2 separate regions of the Macaca mulatta genome follow, and region 1 is linked to region 2. Evidence: chromatin contacts called from public Hi-C data. All regions are on one chromosome and are shown on one strand. Each heading gives the region's core, a stretch centred on a gene start, on an enhancer-like site or on the middle of the called end of the contact. The rest is flanking DNA. Distances are from core to core; before and after follow the strand shown.

Region 1 (4,412 bases), core at 160-2,659, 470 kb before region 2:
TGACAGTGATGGTGGTGACAGTGATGACAGTGGTGACGGTAATGGTGATGGCATTGATTTGGTAATGATGGTGGTATTGTTGATGCTGGTGGTGGTGATGGTGATAACAGTGGTAGCGGTGGTGACAGTGGTGGTGGTGATAGTGATGATGGTGACAGTGATGGTGGTGACAGTGGCAATGGTGGTGGCATTGATATTGGTAGTGGTGGTGACAATGGTGCTGGTGATGGTGTTGGTGGTGACTGGTGGTGGTGGTGCCAAAAGTGGTGGTGATCATAATGACATAATGGTGGTGGTAATGGTGACAGTGATGGTGGCGACCTACAATCTCTGCAGCAATAGGCCCACCATAACCATCACCACCATCATTACCACCACTGTTACCATCCACCACCATCACCACTACTAAATGACAGGTGGTGGTGGTGGTAGTGGTAAAAGTGTAGCATTGTAAAGAGCTAGAGTCAGCTCCCACACAGGTGAAGTTGAGATTATTACTGAGGCCCATGTCAGTTAGGAGAATTATGTCATGCATATGAAGGCACTATGGGCAGTAAAAAAAAAAACAGTTCTATCACATACGAACCCTAAATCAAAGTTTATCAGGGCAACCATTGAAAATCATAGATGCTGGCTTGGAGTCAACCTGCTGTTCACGTGGGTAACTTTATGCAATCCGTTTCAGGATTAGTAACAGGAGAGATGGATATATTTAGAATGTTTAATGAATTAAGAGACTGAATATGCAAAGGGACAATGACCAGATATAACTATGCATTTGGATGTCTAGTGTCATATATGGTCATTGACCCTTTGCATATTCAGAGGCCGTGACCCGCAACCTCTGCAGCAACCGGGGCAGGAAGCCAAGCCAACCTTCTATGGCAAAGGCCCAGAACGTCAGGACTTGCTCAATGACTGCCTTCTGCCCTAATTTTCACCGACACTTCCAACTCAGGACCACTCCAAGAAAGCCAAACATCCTCTCCATACCCGTCACATAAGATGCTGCTGCCTGCACCTCCCCCCTGCCAACATCTTCCAGTTAGAGCCCACCTGAAATCTTTCCTTTTTTCCTATAGAAGCCTTTCCCACTAGCATTTGAGTCTCCAGTTATATTTGACTCCCTGCCAAATGCAAGCGATGGTGGCTGACTGTCTGGCCTTGGAAAGCACTAAATAAATAGCCTCTGCCTTCCTCATTTGGGTGGCTTTCGTTGATTCCCATTGAATCTTCTCAACAGTGGAAAGCCAGCTAATTTTTAGGTTTCCAGGTGTATGAAATGCTTCTGCTGGTGTTGTTAACTCTATTCCCACTAGGTGGCACCATTCGCTCGGGAAGAGTAACACACGCTTCCTGGAGGTTCCCAGACCCAGGCGGGAGGCAAGGGAAGGGGAACTCGGCAAAGGCCCATCTGGCTGTGCTTCTCTTTCCACGTGAACCACATGACCGGGTTTAGCAGCTCGCACGTAACATTGCTACCCAGCAGATGTGATGCAGGGCAAGTACTCGTTCAAGGGGAAGAGGGTGGAGGTGGGGGATGGGGCTGGCTCTGGGCTTCCCGGCCTCTGCATTTTAGGCATTCCGGACAGGACCATTTTTCGTTGTGTGTGGAGAGGGAGGCTGTCCTGTGCTTTGGAGGATGTTTAGCAGCATGTCTGGCCTCTACCCACTTGATACCAGAAACACTCCGTGTCTTAGTCCATTTGAGCTGCTATATAACAAAATACCATGAACTGTGTGGCTTAGAAACAGCAAATATATATTTCTTACAGTCCTGGAGGCTGAGAAGTCCAGGATCCAGGTGCAGCATGGTTGGGTTCTGGGAAGGGTCTGCTTCTGGGCTGCAGACTGCTGCCTTCTCACTGTGTCCGTGGTGGAAAGACTGGGAGAGGATGAGAGCGTTCTCTGAGCCTCTATGATGAGGGCACTAAACCCATTCATGAGGGCTCCGCTCACCTCCCATCACCTTGGGGGTTAGGATTTCAACATCTGAATTTTGGAGGCGGACGTTCAGACCATAGCACTTCCCTTTCCCAATTATGACAATAAAATGTCTTCAAACATTGCCAAATGTCAGCCAGGCATGGTGGCCCACACCTGTATTCTCAGCACATTGGGAGACCAAAGTGGGAGGACTGATTGAGCACAGGAGTTTCAGACCAGCTGGGGCAATATAGCAAGACTCTGTCTCTACAAAAAAAAAAAAAAAAACCTGGTCATGGCAATGGGGCACACCCGTAGTCCTAGCTACTCAGGAGGCTAGGTGGGGGGATGGCTTGAGCCGAGGTGTTCGGGGTTGCAGTGAGCTATGATTGTGCCACTGCACTCCTGCCTGGGGGACAGAGTAAGACCTTGTCTCTAAAGAAAAAAATTACCAAATGTCCCCTGGAGAAGCAAAGAAGCAAAGTTGTCCCTGCTTGGGAATCACTGGTCTTAGGTCCTTGTGGACAGTTCTCTGCAGAGACCCTCTCAGTACCCCCTGACCTCCTTACCCCTCTTCCCACCGCACACCCACACTTTCTTTAGAACTGAATACAAAAGAAAGGAACGCCCTGCACTTACCTGCTGCAGCTTCAACTTCTTTGTTCCCCCCTGAGCAGGCTCTAAACCAGTGTGTCTTTGGTGGGGACTTGAGCCACCTCCACCAAAAACACCTGGGCGGCTGGGCACAGTGGCTCACACACCTGTAATCCTAGAACGTTGGGAGGCCAGACAGAGCAGGAAGATCTCTCAAAACTAGGAGTTCAAGATGAGCCTGGGCAACAGAGTGAGACAACATAGGAGACTCTGTGTCTCTACAAGCAAACACACACCTGGAGTGCTTGTAAAACTGCACATTCCTGGGCTGCATCCCAGACCCGTTGCATCAGGATCACTCAGGGAAGGCCAGAATCTGTCCCTTTTTCTTCTTCTTTTTTTCTTGTAAACCCAATGGGATTATCAGGCAGATAAAAAGTGTGAGAAAGGCCAGGTGTGGTGGCTCATGCCTGTAATCCCAGCACTTTGGGAGGCTGAGACGAGTGGATCACCTAAGGTCAGGAGTTCGAGACCAGCCTGGTCAACGTGGTGAAATCCCATCTCTACTAAAACTATACAAAATTACCCAGGCGTGGTGGCGGGCACCTGTAGTCCCAGCTACTCAGGAGGCTGAGGCAAGGGAATTGCTTGAACCGGGGAGGTGGAGGTTGTAGTGAGCTGAGATCGCACCATTGCTCTCCAGCCTGGGCAATAAGAGGCAAACCCTGTTTCAAAAAAACAAAAAGGATGAGGAGCGCTGGCTCTCCCCCCAGGTCCTGCTTGGTGTCTCTGGCCTGCAATTCCTTCCTAAGAGAGTCGGGCCCTGGCATGTGGATTTTGGCCCTGGGCCACCCATATCTACTCCCCAAGCTGGCAGAGGAGAAAAAACCAGAAATAATACTGAAAGAAGCAGGGAAAGGAGGAGGCCGTTGTGTGCGTGTGCCCTGTGGCAACGACCCATCCCTTCCTGGTGAGACCACAGCCTTCTCACTTTCTCTTTCTCACTCTTCAGTTGAATTGTCTCCATTACTCCTTATCATGAGAATCTTTCCTCCTCTAGTTCCTGCCTTCTGGTTTTCTAGGTGGCTTGCTCCAGACACCTTTCTCCCGGTGCCATGGAACTGGCGCTACTGCTACCCACGTTCAGTGCATGTGCTAACCCTGTGTGGCCCAGGCATGTCCCCTCCCCTCCTGCCTGGAGGGCTTGAGTTGCTCATCTCTGAGGCCACTTCCTGTTCTGACAAGCTATGCCCCCACCATGCTGTGTGCAACTCTGTTGCCCCTGGGCCCTGTTAACTTCTTTATTTTATTTTTGAGACGGAGTCTCGCTCTGTCACCCAGGCTGGCGTGCAGTGGTGCGATCTTGGCTCACTGCAACCTCCGCCCCCTGAATTCAAGCGATTCTCCTGTCTCAGTCTCCTGAGTAGCTGGGATTACAGACACACGCCACCATACCCAGCTAATTTTTGTATTTTTGGTAGAGATGGGGTTTCGCCATGTTGGCCAGGCTGGTCTCGAACTCCTGATCTCAGGTGATCCGCTCTCCTCAGTCTCCCAAAGTGCTGGGATTACAGGAGCGAGCCACCATGCCCCACCAAGCCCTGTTAACTTCTCTGTTCTAAAGCTTGTCCTGGCCACAAAGCCAAGATGGTGCCGTCCTGGGCTCAGACTGCCTGGGCTCATCTCAGCCCCAGTACTCCCTGGCAGTAGCCTTGGGCAAGGCAGCCAACCCCTTTTTGGTTGCTGCTTCATCTCTAGAAGAGGCTAATATTAGAACCTACCTACTAGGTAATCTCTGTAATGCATTAACACTGCCCAGCACATATTCAGGAAAACATAGAGTGAGAAAGAACAGACCACTGCTCTTGCGCTTTTTTGCCTACATGAGAAGG
Region 2 (4,297 bases), core at 1,141-3,640:
ACCAGAGGGACAATACCAAGTGGATGGTATTAAACATTTCATGAGAAATCCACCCCCATGATCCAGTCACCTCCCACCAGTCCCCACCTCCATCCAACATTGGGGATTACAATTCAACATGAGATTTGGGTGGGGACACAGATCCAAATCTCTCATTGTTGCTGCTGCCTCCTCCTCTGCTTGGCTGCCTTCTTCACGCCCCTGCCTAGTCCCTCCATGTTAACATAGCAAGGCCAGGTGGCCCCCAGAGGACATCCCACACCAGGCTGCTTTGGTGCTCTTTAGCCAGACTCCAATAAGATAGCTTTGCCTGCCTTCTCTTCACTGCTGTATTGTCTCAACAACACACACCTTCTACAAAGTACATTTAAAAACACATCGTCTTTTTGCTCTTTATAAAACCTCTGTGAGGTAATTAAGGCATTACTATCCATAATTTTTATTTCAACAGATCATCAGGGATCTAGTTCAGGAGAAATGAAGTGACTGGCCCGAGGTCACACAGCTTCTAGAAAGCAGGACCTGAGTGCATGGGTCTTTCCACTCCAGCAATATGTGATGCCTATGCCAACATTACAGTAACTTCTTTTTTCTCCAGTAGAAATATGTTTCAAGCTTACTCAGTGTGTGGTCAACTATGATTTCCAGCCTTTCCTTTTCCTGCTATGTATGTGCCAAACAGTGATGTGATAGAAAAACGAATGGTTGCAGAACTGAGAAATTTAAAAACTTCGGTTACAGCTCTAATATATGAGACTTCAGGCAAGTTACTAGCTTTCCTCAGCTATAAAAAGGAGATTAGGCAGGACGCGGTGGCTCACGACTGTAGTCCCAACACTTTGGGAGGCCGAGACGGGCAGATCACTTGAGGTCAGGAGTTCAAGAACAGCCTGGCCAACATGGTGAAACCCTGTCTCTATTAAAAATACAAAAATGACCTTGGCGCGGTGGCGCGTGCCTGTAATCCCAGCTACTTGGGACGCTGAGGCAGGAGGATCCCTTGAACCCGGGAGGTGGAAGTTGCAGTGAGCTGAGATCGCAGCACTGCACTCCAGCCTGGGCAACAAGAGCAAAACTCTGTCTCAAAAAAAGAAAGAAAGAAAGAAAGAAAGAAAAAGAAAAACAAAAAAGAAAAGGATAATTAGATCAGCGACTCTTTGCCTGGGGGTGGGTGACAGACCAACACTTCTTCCTCCCCTAACAAAAATTACCTAGGGAGCTGTGAGAGCTTTCCCCACTGACAGAAATGCCAGCAGAAATTCAGCTGCAAATACTCAATTCATTAATCCTTAACATCACTTCCAATCCACATAGCTGTGATTCCAACGCAATCTTTTCTATTCAGTATTTGTCAGCTGTTTTTATTCTTCAGTTTATCACCTTACATTTGGCTCTCAATTTCATCCATTCAAAAATTACTGATGGCCCATTATGTGCGAAGTACCCTGCGCTCCGCTTTTTGTGGTATCCCTCTTCCGAGCGAGAAGTCGCTTAGAATTTTACCCCTATCTTCCCCACTTGGGAATCGGAAGGGTTCATAGCTAAGTCTTGTTATTTATAAGCACGCCGGTTCTTCTCCATCCCTCTCTCCACCAACCCCATTTCAAGGTTGGTCCCTCCCAACGGACGACAGTGATGAATTCCTCTTGGGGACAGCCCTCCCGCAACTAACAGTGGCTCCATCAACGCTCTGGTTTCCTTGCTGCTCGGTGGAAATCCGGGTGGGACGTTTTCCAAAGTTTGAGTGGATTCCACGGCACGTTCCTCCCCTCGGAAAGGCACAACCGGCTCGGCGTGTCAGCTCGGCGGGACCCACGCCGGTGCCGGGCCGCAGCTCCGGTTCTCGCTGGGCGGCTGCGGAGGGCTGAGCGATTCTCCTAGCGTCGCGAGGCGACCCGGGCAGGAGGAAACTTGCTCGCTTCCCCTCTTCGGGACGCGGCGCCTCGTCTGCCCTTGTGCACTCCGCAGGAACTTCCCCCGGCCTCTGCTCTCGCTCCGAAATAACCGAGCCGGCTCCTCGCACGCTCCCGCCGTCCTCCTCCGGCTGCGGCCGCGCGCCCGCCACCGCCACCACCGCGCGTGTCCTCACGGGGCCTCGGCTCCCTCCGCCTCCGCAGCCGCCTGCGTGCCCTTCAACGGCTCCCTCCGCCCGGCCGTCGCGGAGAGGAGCGGGGAGCGCGCGCCGGCGCCAGAGACGTGCGCGAGACGCACGGCCCCGCGCCGAGCGCCGGAAGCAGCCGGGCCTGGGCCTCGCGCGTCGCGCGCGCCCCCTCCTCCCCCTCCGCCAGCCGCCGCGGCCTCGCGCGCGCGCACTAAAGCGCCGCCGCCGCCGCCGCCGCCGCCGCGGCTGCTGCAGGAGGCGGCGCTGGCTGGCGGCTGCGCTCGCTCCAGTCGGCGAGCGGAGCAGCGAGCGAGCGTGTGTGTGTTTTTTAAAGATGGCCGGAGCGGCGGCGGCGGTGGCCGCGGGAGCAGCAGCTGGAGCCGCCGCGGCAGCCGTGTCGGTGGCGGCTCTGGGCCGGGCCTCGGCGCCTCCGCCGCCCCCGCCCGTGTACTGTGTGTGCCGGCAGCCGTACGACGTGAACCGCTTCATGATCGAGTGCGATATCTGCAAGGACTGGTTCCACGGCAGGTAAATAAACCCCCTCCAGCCCCGCAGCCGCCACCGCCGGCCACCGACCAACCGCCGTCGCCGCCAGCCGCCCGCTACTCCCTCGGGCCGGGCCGCCGCGCCGCGCCCAGCTTTCAGGGGTCCCAGCGCCTAGCCCCCCGGCCGGGCAACGGGGCGCGCGGGGCCCCGGGCTCGCCGGGCGGGCTCCAGAGGGGAGCCGGGGGGCTCGCCCGGCCCGGGCGAAGAGTCGCCACAACAAACACGAACAAAGAGGGCCGGCGGAGAAGTTGGCAGGGGGAGCCTGGGGCGAGGGGACGCGGCCGGGCGGGCGCGGCGGGGGCGTCGGGCTGAGCGCCGGCCCGGCCCGCAGCCCCTCGCCAGCCCGGGCCGCCGCCGCCCCGCCCCACCGCGCCCGGGGCTCCGGCCCGGAGTCGCCGGCCGCCCCGCCGCTCTGCCCGGCTGGCCGACGCGCCTGCCTTCCTTCCGGGCGGCGATGGGCTCGCCCCGGCCCCGCGTCTCCTCCGCGCCGCGGGTCCCTGTCGCGCCCCCTTTCCCGTCTTTATCAAACTTCCTGGGCCGGTGGGACGGGGGCAGCGGCGGGCCCGAGAGGCGACCGCGCCAGCCAGCTCGGCGGGGCTCCGCGGAGTAAACAGAGCAACAGATGAGGTACTCGCTTTCGGGGACTTGAAAGGTACCGGGGAAGTTGGGGCCGGGCCCCCGGCGGGCGGCAGGTTGACCCGGGTCGTGGCCCTGGGCCCCCGCACACACCTGGGTCGCCGGGACTGGGGCAGATGGAGTGGGCGGCGGGGGCCCGAAGGGAACGCTTCTCCGGACCCCCTGCGTCGCCCTCGCGCCGCGGCTTAAACTTTACAAAGAGTGCAGTTGTCGCTCGAAGCCGGCGACACCGGGACCGCCTGCGGCTGTGCCGTGGGCGCCGGTGCCGGCGAACTTGAGTCGGCCGGGCGGACGCTGCCGGGCCGGCTGGCGGCGGCAGCGACAGCGGCGGACGCTGCCCTCTGATTCAGCCGCCGCCGCCGCCGCGCTCCGGGTTTGACGTTTGAGAGCTCGGGCCGCCTCCGCAGCCAGGCCGCCGACTCGTGTGTTTTGTAATCAAAGTGTGAGGCTAATAAAGGGCGGCGCCACAGCCTCTTGACTCCGGCGTGGGAGGGATTCACAGGCATTTAAACAAAGAAACTAGTTGGGGTTGGGCTCCGAAAGTCCTTATTTGGGTGTTGTGGCAAAGCCTGCGGTCACCTTTAGTTGAAGCCGGTTTCCCGGGCCGCGTTTGGTGGTGTCTCTTGGCGAGAGCACGCTCACGAGTAATAGCAGATATGGTGACTGTGATTGTAGGAAGTGTCTTTTGATTGACAGCAGGACATTTAAATACAGCCTCCGCTTCCCCCTCCCCAATTTTATAGAAACACTACACGACCAGGCCAGATGCCTTAGTCTCCCTCTACTGGTCCAGGAAGAGAAAACCATGTAAATCACAATGTTCTTTGCAGTGTTTAGTGCTAGGTGTAGCTAAGTTTTACTTAATTTTCAAGTACAGTTTTCTTTAATCAGTTTTCAGGCTAGCCGGTTCTCACAACAGAAAACAAGACACAACAAATTATCACTTTAAAAGAAAGGCAGCGTCCTCGTTTTGTATAATCTTTAGCAGTCTTGTATATCCAATTCTATTTCCAC

The links. A called contact is a pair of places that touch in the nucleus more often than the background predicts.
Region 1: a contact with region 2 is called in a Hi-C map of fetal cortical plate, with 4 times the contacts expected there. The contact joins the enhancer-like site here to the promoter of KDM7A in region 2. A contact is called at or near these places in 2 of 14 Hi-C or Micro-C datasets (fetal cortex germinal zone and fetal cortical plate).

What each region holds. Positions count from the first base shown.
Region 1 is chr3:180,487,893-180,492,304 of T2T-MMU8v2.0, reverse strand. No RefSeq gene overlaps it. Among named protein-coding and RNA genes, the nearest start is that of DENND2A, 11 kb to the right of the region's middle. Within about 2 kb of position 1,409, at least 11 of the 40 cell types and tissues checked have an H3K27ac peak or open chromatin away from gene starts, as enhancers often do. A contact at or near this core is called in fetal cortex germinal zone and fetal cortical plate, where this site is marked.
Region 2 is chr3:180,017,004-180,021,300 of T2T-MMU8v2.0, reverse strand. KDM7A (lysine demethylase 7A) reads left to right here and starts at 2,390. Exons shown (of 20, transcript XM_015135046.3): 1 at 2,390-2,629. The coding sequence starts at 2,436.